Regions from separate parts of the Gossypium arboreum genome. Here region 2 is linked to region 1. The links are chromatin contacts, called in public Hi-C maps. All regions are on one chromosome and are shown on one strand. The core of a region is the stretch at or near the end of the contact, and the rest is flanking DNA. Distances in the headings are between cores, read along the strand shown.

Region 1 (5,908 bases), core at 1,574-4,073:
AACGTCAATAATGGTAATATAAAATGATTATAAAGCAATAAGAAATAAAAATAAGGATACTTATAAGTTAAAACACTTTATTCTAATTAATGTCAAATATTATAAAATATACGAAAAAATAGAAAAGTATTTACCACCCTTTTCATAGTAAATTAGAGATTTTGGCATTGTTGTATAGATTTTTAATCTAATGGGAAAGGATTGTATAAAACAGTGACACCACTTCATCTGTATCCTTTTCCAATAGTTTTATGCCACATCAGTACTCTTATCCTGAATTCAGAATTTTATCTTGAAAAAAATCAAATCCAAATTAAAATACTAAAATTCAGGATAAAAATATTGATGTGACATAAAACTATTAAAAAAAATACAGATAATATGATATCATTGTTTCATATAATCCTTTCTCCTAATTTAATAAGTTGACAAATTTTATAAGAACAACTGAGATATTTCATGTTTGCTCTGGTGTTGCTACTTTTGCAGTTTTGACTAAACTGCAGGCAATATATCAATAAATCTGCTCAACAGTGTTGGTCATTAAGAATAAAAAACAAAAAGTACATAAAAAGAGAATGGTGCCATGTGGGTTTCAAGCACTCAAGGCATGGGTCAAACTAGTTAAAGGGATTGGTATATAATTATAAAAAAGTAGGTGCATTTTGAGTGTCTTGGTGGAGCCCTATCTCACTTTAAATTTCCATACCTTATTTCATTTTTTGGTTTCTCTACTAAGATGTAATTTAGCATATCAAACAATATTAAGTTATGTTATAAAAAAATCAATTATAAGTTAAAGAACCTTTTCAAATAGACTTTGGAGTTCTCCTATCCATAATTTTCTTTTTAATTTTTTGCACTAAATGTTCAACACAGAAGACATGAAATTAACCCAATGTTTTCCACATGTGTCCTGATAATTAAAGGTTGCTCCCATGGTAGATTACCAAAAGGAGTTATTTAGTGGTAATGTATGGAGCTACATTTGTATTAATAATATGTAGGAATGGTGGGTGGTGAAACATCAATGGTTGTGATTAAAAGAAAGAAATGAGACTGTAACTGTTTGATCAAGTCACGTAAAAAATTAAATAATTGTATTAGTAATATAAAATTTGTTAAATTAGTTACTGAATATGTTCAAAAGGCAAACTTATGTTTCTTAGTCCAAATCCTGCATGACATGATTAGGGGTGAGCATTCAATTAAATTGAGTCAAGTTGAATTGAGTGAAAAAATTTCGAGTTAATTAAGTTGTCAAGTCTCATTTTATCATCCTAATCTAATTTGATTTTTTTGAATCGAGTTGAGTAAAATGAAATTCGAGCCAAGTCGAATCGAGTAAAATTGTTCGAGTTATATTAAAAATTAAGCATGTCAAATTAAAATCTTATTATAATATAATTAATTTCATGTTAAAGCATATAAATTTGAGACCATATATATTTGAAAACTCTTTCAAAGTAAAATAAGAGCAAAAATAGGATACTTTAGTATGAAAAACTTGAATAATTAATTTACTTATTTAGGTCCCAAAATTATTATTTTATATTTTTAATATTTTAACTTTTTATATATTCTTGAGAATATTTTGGAATTTTTAATATATATTTAAAATTTTTATATATTTTTAAAATATATAAAATTTGAAAATTTTATAAGTATTTTGAATTTTAAAATTATTTTAAATTTGTTTTATAAATTTTGATGAGAGAGATAGATTTGCTCATTTTAAAATTGACAAGGATTGAATGTGTATTTATTCCAATATGTTATTTGAGTTATTCAAATTATTCTAGTTATTGGAATTGTAAAATTTAACTCAATTAGAAATCGAAACTCGAATTACTAATTTAAATTTACTCGAAAAAATTGAATAACTCGATTCGATTAACTCAAAATTAAAAAAAATCAATTTTTTTAATAGAATCGAGTTTTACTTATCTCTAACCATGATAACAATGAAATCACATTTCGTTTTCGCTTTTTGATTTCAGCAGTTCCATTATATAGATGCATAGCTGAAAGATATTTTTCCCTTTTCCTTTTGCTTTTTTTAAACCTTTACCTAAGTAGTTTACAGACTTTAATAGAGGTAATTGCAGCAGTTGCAGCAATATTTAATTTTAAGAAGAATATACCTGGACAGGTAGGGTTCTTTCCATGTTGACAATGAAATGAACTGCATGTATAGTAAATTGTAAAGGGAAAACATGATGTGCAATTAGCCTTGTTTAAAAACATTTGGACATTTACTACTTTACCTATATGCAGATAAACAAAGTTATACTAAGTAAAAGGCCCACTCTCTCTCTGATTCACCTCCACTGAGACAGGAGATTCAGTGTTTAAGGTAGTATTCAATTTGTAAATCCAAATTTTAATTAACACTTTGAAGACTTTTTTTTTAAAGGAGCCGACCTACTCAAAGTAGCATCATATACTCCATAATTGACATGTATAGAATAGGTAAGGGGTTTAAATCTCACCAAGGTCGAGATGTTCATGTTGCCTCTTGGTGGATGGTCGTACATCCACATAGGGTTGGAGCGTTCCCCTCTATAATAGTACACGATTTTCGTGGAGTGGGAGACAAAATTCTCCTGTTAGACAATACTTTTCATTATTGAGGGATTAGATCAACATTCTCGAAGATGATACTTCGAAGACTCCTCTAAAAAAAATACCTCAACAATTTAATTAATATAAAAAGATGTAATATTTAACAAAGGTAAAATCTATATAATATATTATCATGATTTGGTGAAGGTCAAAAGCCTATAAAAGTTAAGAGAATGAGTGAATGTCGAATTTGGGCATTCACCAAATAATCTTATCTGATCACTTCCCTTTTAAAGTAAGAGAGATAAGCGTACATCAGCAAAGTTGAGGATTTCCAAAGTATTCAGATACCATCTTTTGAGAAAGGAACAAAAGAAAAAACTGGTAAAACTGTGTGTGTGCCTCTCTCTCCATGCTTGTTGTTTATCATCACTGCATCTTGTCATTTAAACGATGTGCATAGATATAGCGGTGCTCACTCTTCAACGCCACTGAGCTTTTTTCTAAAATCAATTTGATGGAGTTCGATCTTGAAAACCCATTAACAAACTTCGACGACTTCCATGTTTCTAGTACTGTTCCCTCTTTTATCCCTTCCTTCTTCCTTGTTGAATCTGATCATATGCCCACTGAGACTTACATTAAGACCCTCAAAGCTAGTGATCTTGCTACTAGTATTAGACGAGAAGCTATCTGTTCAATCTCGCAGGTATGGTACCAAGGAACGTAACTTATTAATGGCGTTCATGCTTATGCATATACATGCTGAATTTGGTTGTGTTTTTTGATTTCAGTTTTCATGCAAATTCAGTCCTTTTTTGTCGTATCTTGCTGTCAATTATCTCGACCGCTTCTTATCAAGCCAAGGGTTACCGGTAAGGAAACCTTATATCCATTTAGTTACCAACATTTCTGCAATTGATAATTTGATATAGTACTCCAAAACGGGGTAAAAAAAACTGTGAGAATATATTTGGATTGTATCCCTCACTTCTACTCAAATTCTCCTAAAATTTATCTATTTCTATTAATAAAAATTAGTTTTGTATACTCATATGAGATAAACACAGCATATCGATCCTATATTATTATTTAGTTATTTTATCAAACATGTCAATTTTTAATAGAAAGAATCAATTTATTTTTCACTAAGATACAATAATTAATTTTTCCCTTTTCAAAATACAATTTAAGTACTAATGCTGTACCATTATGCTACTTTTTCTCCATAACTGACAAAAGATGTGATATTGCAGCAACCTAATACATGGGTTCTTAGACTTGTTGCAATCTCTTGTGTCTCTTTAGCTGCCAAGATGAACAAATTAGAGTTTGAACTTACCCATTTTCAGGTAAAATTATATATTATATCATGTTTATCAAGATGTATAAATTGTTTTTATGATCAAATTAACCTTTTTTTGTGTGTGTGTGGAATATAATATGCAGGGCGATGGAGGTTTCATGTTTGAGGCACAAACAATAGAGCGAATGGAATACGTAATATTGGGAGCATTAAAATGGAGAATGCGTTCGATTACTCCTTTTTCGTTCATATCCTTTTTTATTTCATTGTTCAAGCTCAAAGATCCTCCATTAATGGACGTCCTCAAAGCTCGAGCTGTTGAAATAATTATGGAAGCCCAAAATGGTAGGTCTACTTCAGTGAAATGCATTTACCTCTACTACTGTACTTCAAATTTCCCATAAATTTTGATTTTATAACAGATATAAAGCTTTTAGAGTTCAAGCCATCAATAATTGCTGCAACTGCACTTGTCTGTGCTTCCCATGAACTCTTTCCCTCGCAATTCCCCAGTTTTAGAAAAGCAATTTCCTACTGTCCATACGTAAATAAGGTAAACCCCATCCCATTATCTTAGTTGGTACAAAATTTAAACCTACCAACAAAGATTTTAAATTAGAAGATTGAACTATAATAAAAAACCTGATAATTTGGGTGCAGGAAAACATGTTAAACTGCTACAATTCGATAATCGATATGGGTTGGAGGTCCAACCAGGCCGAAGATATGGTTTCTCAGCAATTTTCAAGTTCAGAAGGAGACATGTTCAAGAGAAGAAAAACTAATGATTATGAGAAGAACCACACGGGCCACCTCTCTCAGGTCCAACACTGTTGATGATAGTGGGTGAGAGGTTTGAATCAATGGACTGTTTTGAGAGTGAGCCTAGCTACCTCTTTACGTTCAAATAAGAAATGGGATACATGATTATGATTCTTAATGGCTAATCCGCTCCCTTTCTTAAAGAGAGCTGAAGAGATGAAAACCGAAGAGAATTTTGTTTGCTTTGATTATTTTCCTTTCCTTTCTAGTTGGTACCAAATAAAAACAAGGACAAAATTGACACTTCGAATTATATGGTTGGATTTTTGTTCATCTTTGTAGAGTTTCTAGCAGGAGAATAATGGTGATGGGTCGTTATTACCGGTGGCAAAATGAGAAAGCCTAAAAAAATAAAACTTGAAATCCATAATTATAACGTTGCTTGAAATTGAATCCAAACTTTTATGTCTAGAGCATAATATTTTTGTCATTAGATCAAGAAGTTGACAATAAAAATGATTTTTTTTTTATTTTTAAATTCTCTGTTTTGAGAGAGCTTTTTTTTAATTGATCTTTTTCTTACAAGGATTGGTAGTAGGGAATAATATTTTATTGTCTAGAAAAGTTTAATAAATTATAATTATTGATCAAATAGTTATGTTAAAAATATATGAAAAGTTATCTTGTAGAGACAACTTTGTGTAAAATTGTAAAACAACACAATCCTCTGAAATATGTATCATTAAAAGATATATTTTAGGATAAGGTATTTTATTCTGTAAAAGACTTTTCTATTAGTCATTTTTATTGTTTTGCTTGGAATATTAAGGGTTTTGTTGTATCTTGAAAGCAAATTAGAGCCTAAAAATATGTTGTATACACCTCAAACTATCTTATTTTACTAATGTTATTTTATTTTCTTGTTTCAATATTTTTTTTCCAACAGTATTTGGTAAATTATTGATAATGACCAAAATACAGCTTGAGTTGTAAAGCTTAAGAAGGGCTTTAATAAAGTGCATAGTCATAACTTCCCAACTCTGATGTTGTATAGGTATTGGATTTAGCTTGCCAAGGTAAACAAAAATGTTCAATTTTATTCCTTTGGCATGTATCACGTTGCTGAATAAATTCCTGCACTTGTTTCGACATGTTAGGCCAGTAAAAGTAGAGCTTAAGTTTATGGTAAGTGGCCTCATTGAGGTGAGTCATGCAAATCTTGAAGCAGTTGTTGCTTCAAAGGCCCACTATCACCAATGCACACTTTCTATTTGA
Region 2 (5,908 bases), core at 1,882-4,381, 400 kb after region 1:
TCACTCTCAATGAATCAAAACAATTTTTAAAATCTCATGGCAATTTTCTAATGCTAACATCAAGGTTATTTTTGGGCACCTTTTCAATGTTTTTTAGCCACGAGGATCGAAACAACCTGACTACATCTTTCAGTACGCTTTTCAATAGTATAGGTTAGAGTTATTTATAGTAGGATCATGTTTACGTTTGAACTGAATTAAGTAAAGAATTTAGGTTTGATTTAAAAAATGTCCTAAAATTTTATTTAATACTAGTCCGAATAAAAATATTAAAACTCAAGTCTGGTCCGATTCATTCATATTAAAATTTTTATATAAAATAAATTTTAAAAATATAATAAATCAAATACACTAAAAATATTAAAATAAATGTTTCTCAACAAATGAATTTTTTTAAAATATATATATATACTTAAATAACACTATGATAAGTGCAATTTAACAAGCAAATACTTCTAAAATAATAGCAAAATTAATAATAAAATAAGAGTTATATAATATACAAACAATAATAACAATATAATAGTGAAATTATAGCAAAACAATGAAAAAAAAGTAAAAAATAGTAGCAGTATTTTTTTTTTTTTGCAAATTCGGGTTGGGCTCAGGGCCGGGCAAAAAAAAGCTTACCCAAGGCTCGGATTTTTTAGAAAACAGGTCTTATTTTTTTTGTCTATGCCTATTTTTCAAACCTATAATTTTGCCCAAATCATTTTACATTTCGAGCAGACTTAAACTTTCAAGTGACTCGACCCATAGACAAGTCTAATATAGACTCAAGTCAAAGTTTATTAGGCTAACCTATGATCAATAACAGTAAAGTGGGTCAAATTGAAATCTTTAAACAGGTCCAAATCACAAAATATTATCAAAATTCATCTTCAAATTCCTTTTGGTCTAATTCATTCACCTATTCCATTAAAAATCTAAATATAACTCAGAAATAAATAATTAATCATTCAAAATCATAAAACACAAGGAAAAATGTCATGTAATAAATATAAATTACATGATGCAGAAAAATCAAGTTTCAAATGACCTTATCTTTTATCTTCAAATTGCCAAGAATGGTTACATAAACATAGAAGCATCTATAAATTCAAAATTTGAGAGGATTTACTGAAGTATATTTGAGTTGTAACATCAAATAGGTAACCCCACCAAAGCAACTATGAACTAATCCATTATTGGGTGTTGGCTAAAGAATATATACTGCCAACTGCCGCGCACCCATTTGCCTCAGACTGAGACCGACTGTTGAAAACGACTCAACCTTGGAGAAAAAATAAAGGAAAACTCTTATCACACACACCTCAATGCTATACATACACAAGTGAAATAATTAAAAGACACAAAGTGGTATATGCAAAAATTTCGCTTTCATGAACAGAGTCTAGGCAGGGGTCTTGCATTACTATGGGTTAATACTTTGGCTTTCATGATTTTGGCCATTTGGGTCTGCATTTTCTTACACACTTTCTCCAATTCCATCACCCTCCATTGCATCCCTTGTAATTGTGCTCTGAGCTTTTCATTGTAAACTACAACTTGTTCCCTGCCCCTATCTTCCTTTGCGGTGAAATCCGTATAATGCTTGGCATTGTGCATGCCCTCAAGCAAGTTCTTAAGCTTCCATTGCTGTGAAATAAGAGCTTGCACTGCGCTTGTTGATGGGAATTTTGTGTTTTGAGAAAGGTGCATGCAGGCCTCACTAGAGAGCTTCTTATAGTTCAATCCACCACATATCTCCATTTTTTCTACTTCAGACAACCCTGTATGAACCTACTGAAAGCATATTTAATCCAAATGAACAAAAAAAAAAGAGAACATATATAAGGAACCTTTTATAAATGATATCAAAGTCTACCTCCAAATAAATGTCCATGGCATGGTACAATTCATCCCATGAGTCCCTGGAAGAATCCGGCAGGACCATTACCAAAGCTGAAAACTTGGATGATTTTAGGCAACGATCCGGAGCTACTTCTGTTATATAGAGATCTATCAAGCTAGCTACCTTTTTCATTCGTATCGGAGATAATTCCGAGCCTCCATCACGTAAAAATGCCTTGAGGAACCTAAGAACAAGGTTTACATCATACAGATAACTTCTCCCATATGATGGAATTAGGAGATTGTCTATTGTTGCTTGATCTAGTTGAGAACCTATCATACTCTCCAACTTGTTCCTGCAACTTTTGCTTATGTTGGAACGCAGCACCGGACGAAGAACGCCAAACAAACTCTTGCACGAAATAGAACTCGGATCAAGAGTGTAAAGCATATCGATCACAATTTCTAGAACTTCACGTTTCTCATCCGATGAGGCCGTATAAAACTTCGACTTCTGGTAATAAAAGAGGAAACCACTGACGATAACATGATTGTACCCCCGAGACACCATAGATTTCACCAGCATTTCAATCAAATTGGGATTCAATGCCGAAAGGTCTTCGAACCACCAAGTTGCTCGAAATAGGCCGTTTTTCGAGCTCTGGGTACTCCTAGTATTGAACGAAATCCGAAGCCCTGAGCTATCTGGAGAAGAAGTAGATGCACAAGGGGTTACTTCACTAGCCATGGCAAGCCTCCCAACAAGTGAATCCAAGCATTTCTCAAGTATACCAGAAGAGGTAGCAGTCCGCGGTGAATCTTGGTAATGCTTCAAAGCAACCAAAAGATCAGACCATGTCCAAAAACTGAGCTCATCAATGGAGTCCTTGGTTTTTTGTAATAGATTACAGTTCCCTGCCCCTGAGACAGAAATGTTCATCTCCATGGATTCAACAGCAGAAACTATGGCAATACAACAACAATGGACAAATTATTAAAGAAAACATAAAAAGTCTAGCAATGATAAAAATTAGGATTCCATTTGATGCTACCTAACCAGACTCTTGGTTTGTCCTCAAGCATCCTTGTCGGCATATACCGGGGTATCAGCAATGGAATAGGATCCTCCATCCCGAATTCAAATAATCCAAAAACAAGAATGAACCAAGAAAAGAGTAAAAAGGAGGACCAGAAATGAAGATGTCAATTGTAACAGTAATCCATGTCTAGTGCTATGAAAGCAACCCTTAGTCCTTTCCCAGAATCACCCAAAACTACACCAATAAATAAGGAAAAAAAATGGGCAAAAGTCTTGAACAAAGAGAGAACGGGAAAAAAAGGGAATATCTACTTATATGACCCACATGTAGATGGGAAATTAAATGATAATGGTACAGAAGAAGATAGTATCTATAGATTCCACATTTCTGAAAAGGCAAGAATCAAAAGAATATAAATATGATAGATTATGAATCACAATCACCCCAAACATTTATTCCCAATTTTAGTTCAAGCAATCAAGCATTATAAATAATTGAATCAAATCAGGAAAATGGCGAATCAAACATTTTGTTTTTCCTCCAATTATGATAATCACAAGTATCGTTTTGACTTTTGTGATAAGAAATATTGTGCAATATCCTATATTTTATTAGAATATACTTAGAGGCGTGATCAAGAGAATTTAGAAATGTACTAAAAAAATGGTGTAAGAGGTCAGACCGAACGAGACGTTCAAAGCTACAGTAATATAATGATTTTTTTGATTTGCTGGCTTTACTTGTCTCTTGTTCCCTGTTTCTCGCTGCCAGTATCTAGACCCGTGCATGGGGTTGACAAAGATATCCTTAAAATCCAAGTTAATTTATATTTTTAATCAATGCCACTATTTAAACATTGGAGTGAAAGTTACAAGATAATTAGGCACTAATTCAATTAAAAATTACGAGGATGTCTTTCATAATATTATTAGAAGGTATATTAATCTTTTCACTTTCTAAATAATCAATAAAAATATGCATAAATAAGAAGAATTAAACCCCACATCAAATATATTAATAAAATATTTAATTTACCACTTAACTAAAACTTTATTTTAATATTTCCCTACATTTTATTTTTATTGTCCATATTTTATTACCTCCTTTAGTTTTATATCTATACTATTAATAAAACTTCGATTGAATTGATGTCAATACCAACTCGATTAAGAAATTATGGAAATATCCTTCCATAATTAAAGTAAATTATATTATTTGAAGATATTTGAGTTTTTTATTTTAATATCGTACATATTCTTTATGTTACTATGATTAATTAGTTTTAGACTTTATTGCATCTTATTTTTAAATATATAATTGTATTTTAAATGTGTGGTAAGATTTTTGGAATATTTTATTTGATTTTTTAATTTATCATTTATCACGGGCATTAAGACGTTAGGTACAATTGTAATTATAGAAAATATAATTAGAATTAGAATTACTCAAAGTGGTGAGTTAGGGGAATAGGAATGGGCTTTCTTTCTCAAAATAGAAAATTATTCATTTAGTTCTTCTAAAATTGGTTAAACTTTAAGTTAATCTAATAATAAAATTGTATTTTGACATACTAAATATAAAAATTCAATCTTGACCCTCTAAGTATGAAAAGGTTATAATTTAAACCTTTGAGAAATTGTAAGATTTTATGTTAATATAAAGATAAAATTATATTTTAGCTCTCTTAAAAATTATAATTCAAATTTTTCAAAAGTATAAAGAATGTATCTGTATTCTCGTAAATCATAAGGTTACAACTATTAAATATTTACACAACTCCGGCTCAATTAATTCATAACAGAAAACCTAACTTTTCTAACTGCTTCAACAGCCTATAACTCTTTCTACACTCCCCCTCAAGTTGGAGGTGTAAAAATATTTTTTAACCCCAACTTGGAAGTCAGATGACAATGCTGTTGTGACCTCAAAGCTTTCGTCATAATATCTGCCAGTTGATCTGCTGTTGACACATGTTCAGTAGCTATAAGCCATTCTTGTATCTTTTCTCTTATAAAATGATAGTCAATTTCTATGTCCTTAGTCCTCTCATGATACATAAGGTTTTCTGCTATTTGTGTAACACCCCTCACCAGTATCCAATACCGGGACAGGGCTCGAGGCATTACCAGACTTTAAACATTCATAAACATACAAAATCGGGTCACCAAATTTCGCCCAAAATTAAAACTTCTAGAACATACACATATCGTCCATTATACAGGCCATTGAGGCCTATAACCTACATTAAGGCAGTTCGGGACAAAATCGAAAACATTTGGTAAACTTTGGACAACTTAATAAATTTCTAGCTTTGGATTGTCACACGCTCATGTAGGTGGACCGTGTGGACTCACACGCTTGTATGACTTGGGGCACGTCCATGCCCTTAGCCCGTGGGAAACACTGACTTTTAAACACGGCCATGGCACACGCCCATGCTGCTTGTCCGTGTTCAATACTGACTTTGGGACACGGCTATGGCACACGCCCGTGTGACCTACCCATGTCCTATACTAACTTAAAATTTTAAGTGTAGGGGACACACGACCATAGCACACACCCGTGGGAGGGAACCGTGTGTCACACACGGCCTAGACACACGCCCGTGTGTCCAACCATGTGGACCATAATAGGCTATTTTCCAAGCCTTAAGTCACCCCTTTCTATTCCTTATACCATTATACTATGCTTACTAACTTATAAATTAAACATCCATGTTCAGGGCATTAACAACTTATTACCATATCACACATTTATTCCATGGTCATGACCACCTCGAATGGTCCTAAGGAATTCACCATGTACATATGCCATATACTTCTTATACATAGTGAACAAGCCTAATCACATCCCCACATCACAAGACATTTACACATATCATGGATGAATAGGCTTACAAGCCAAAATCATTATAAGCCACATCTCATGGCCACATACAACAAATCATTATAAGCCAATATATTTGGCTAATCACAATAACATCGATCATAGAAAAACTAAGTCCCTACACATGCCACTCACTTGAACATGTTTAA

What was found. A called contact is a pair of places that touch in the nucleus more often than the background predicts.
Region 2: a Hi-C map of leaf shows a contact between it and region 1, with 2.2 times the contacts expected there. The contact joins the promoter of LOC108459813 here to the promoter of LOC108459642 in region 1. A contact is called at or near these places in 2 of 5 Hi-C or Micro-C datasets (both in leaf).

What each region holds. Positions count from the first base shown.
Region 1 is chr4:115,493,771-115,499,678 of ASM2569848v2, forward strand. It overlaps LOC108459642 (putative cyclin-D6-1), which reads left to right and starts at 2,824. Exons shown (of 6, transcript XM_017759043.2): 1 at 2,824-3,274; 2 at 3,360-3,440; 3 at 3,822-3,917; 4 at 4,015-4,216; 5 at 4,294-4,424; 6 at 4,532-4,966. The coding sequence starts at 3,083. The coding sequence ends at 4,708.
Region 2 is chr4:115,888,988-115,894,895 of ASM2569848v2, forward strand. LOC108459813 (BTB/POZ domain-containing protein At3g22104-like) reads right to left here and starts at 3,132. Exons shown (of 3, transcript XM_017759212.2): 1 at 2,886-3,132; 2 at 1,868-2,796; 3 at 1,025-1,782. The coding sequence starts at 2,964. The coding sequence ends at 1,381.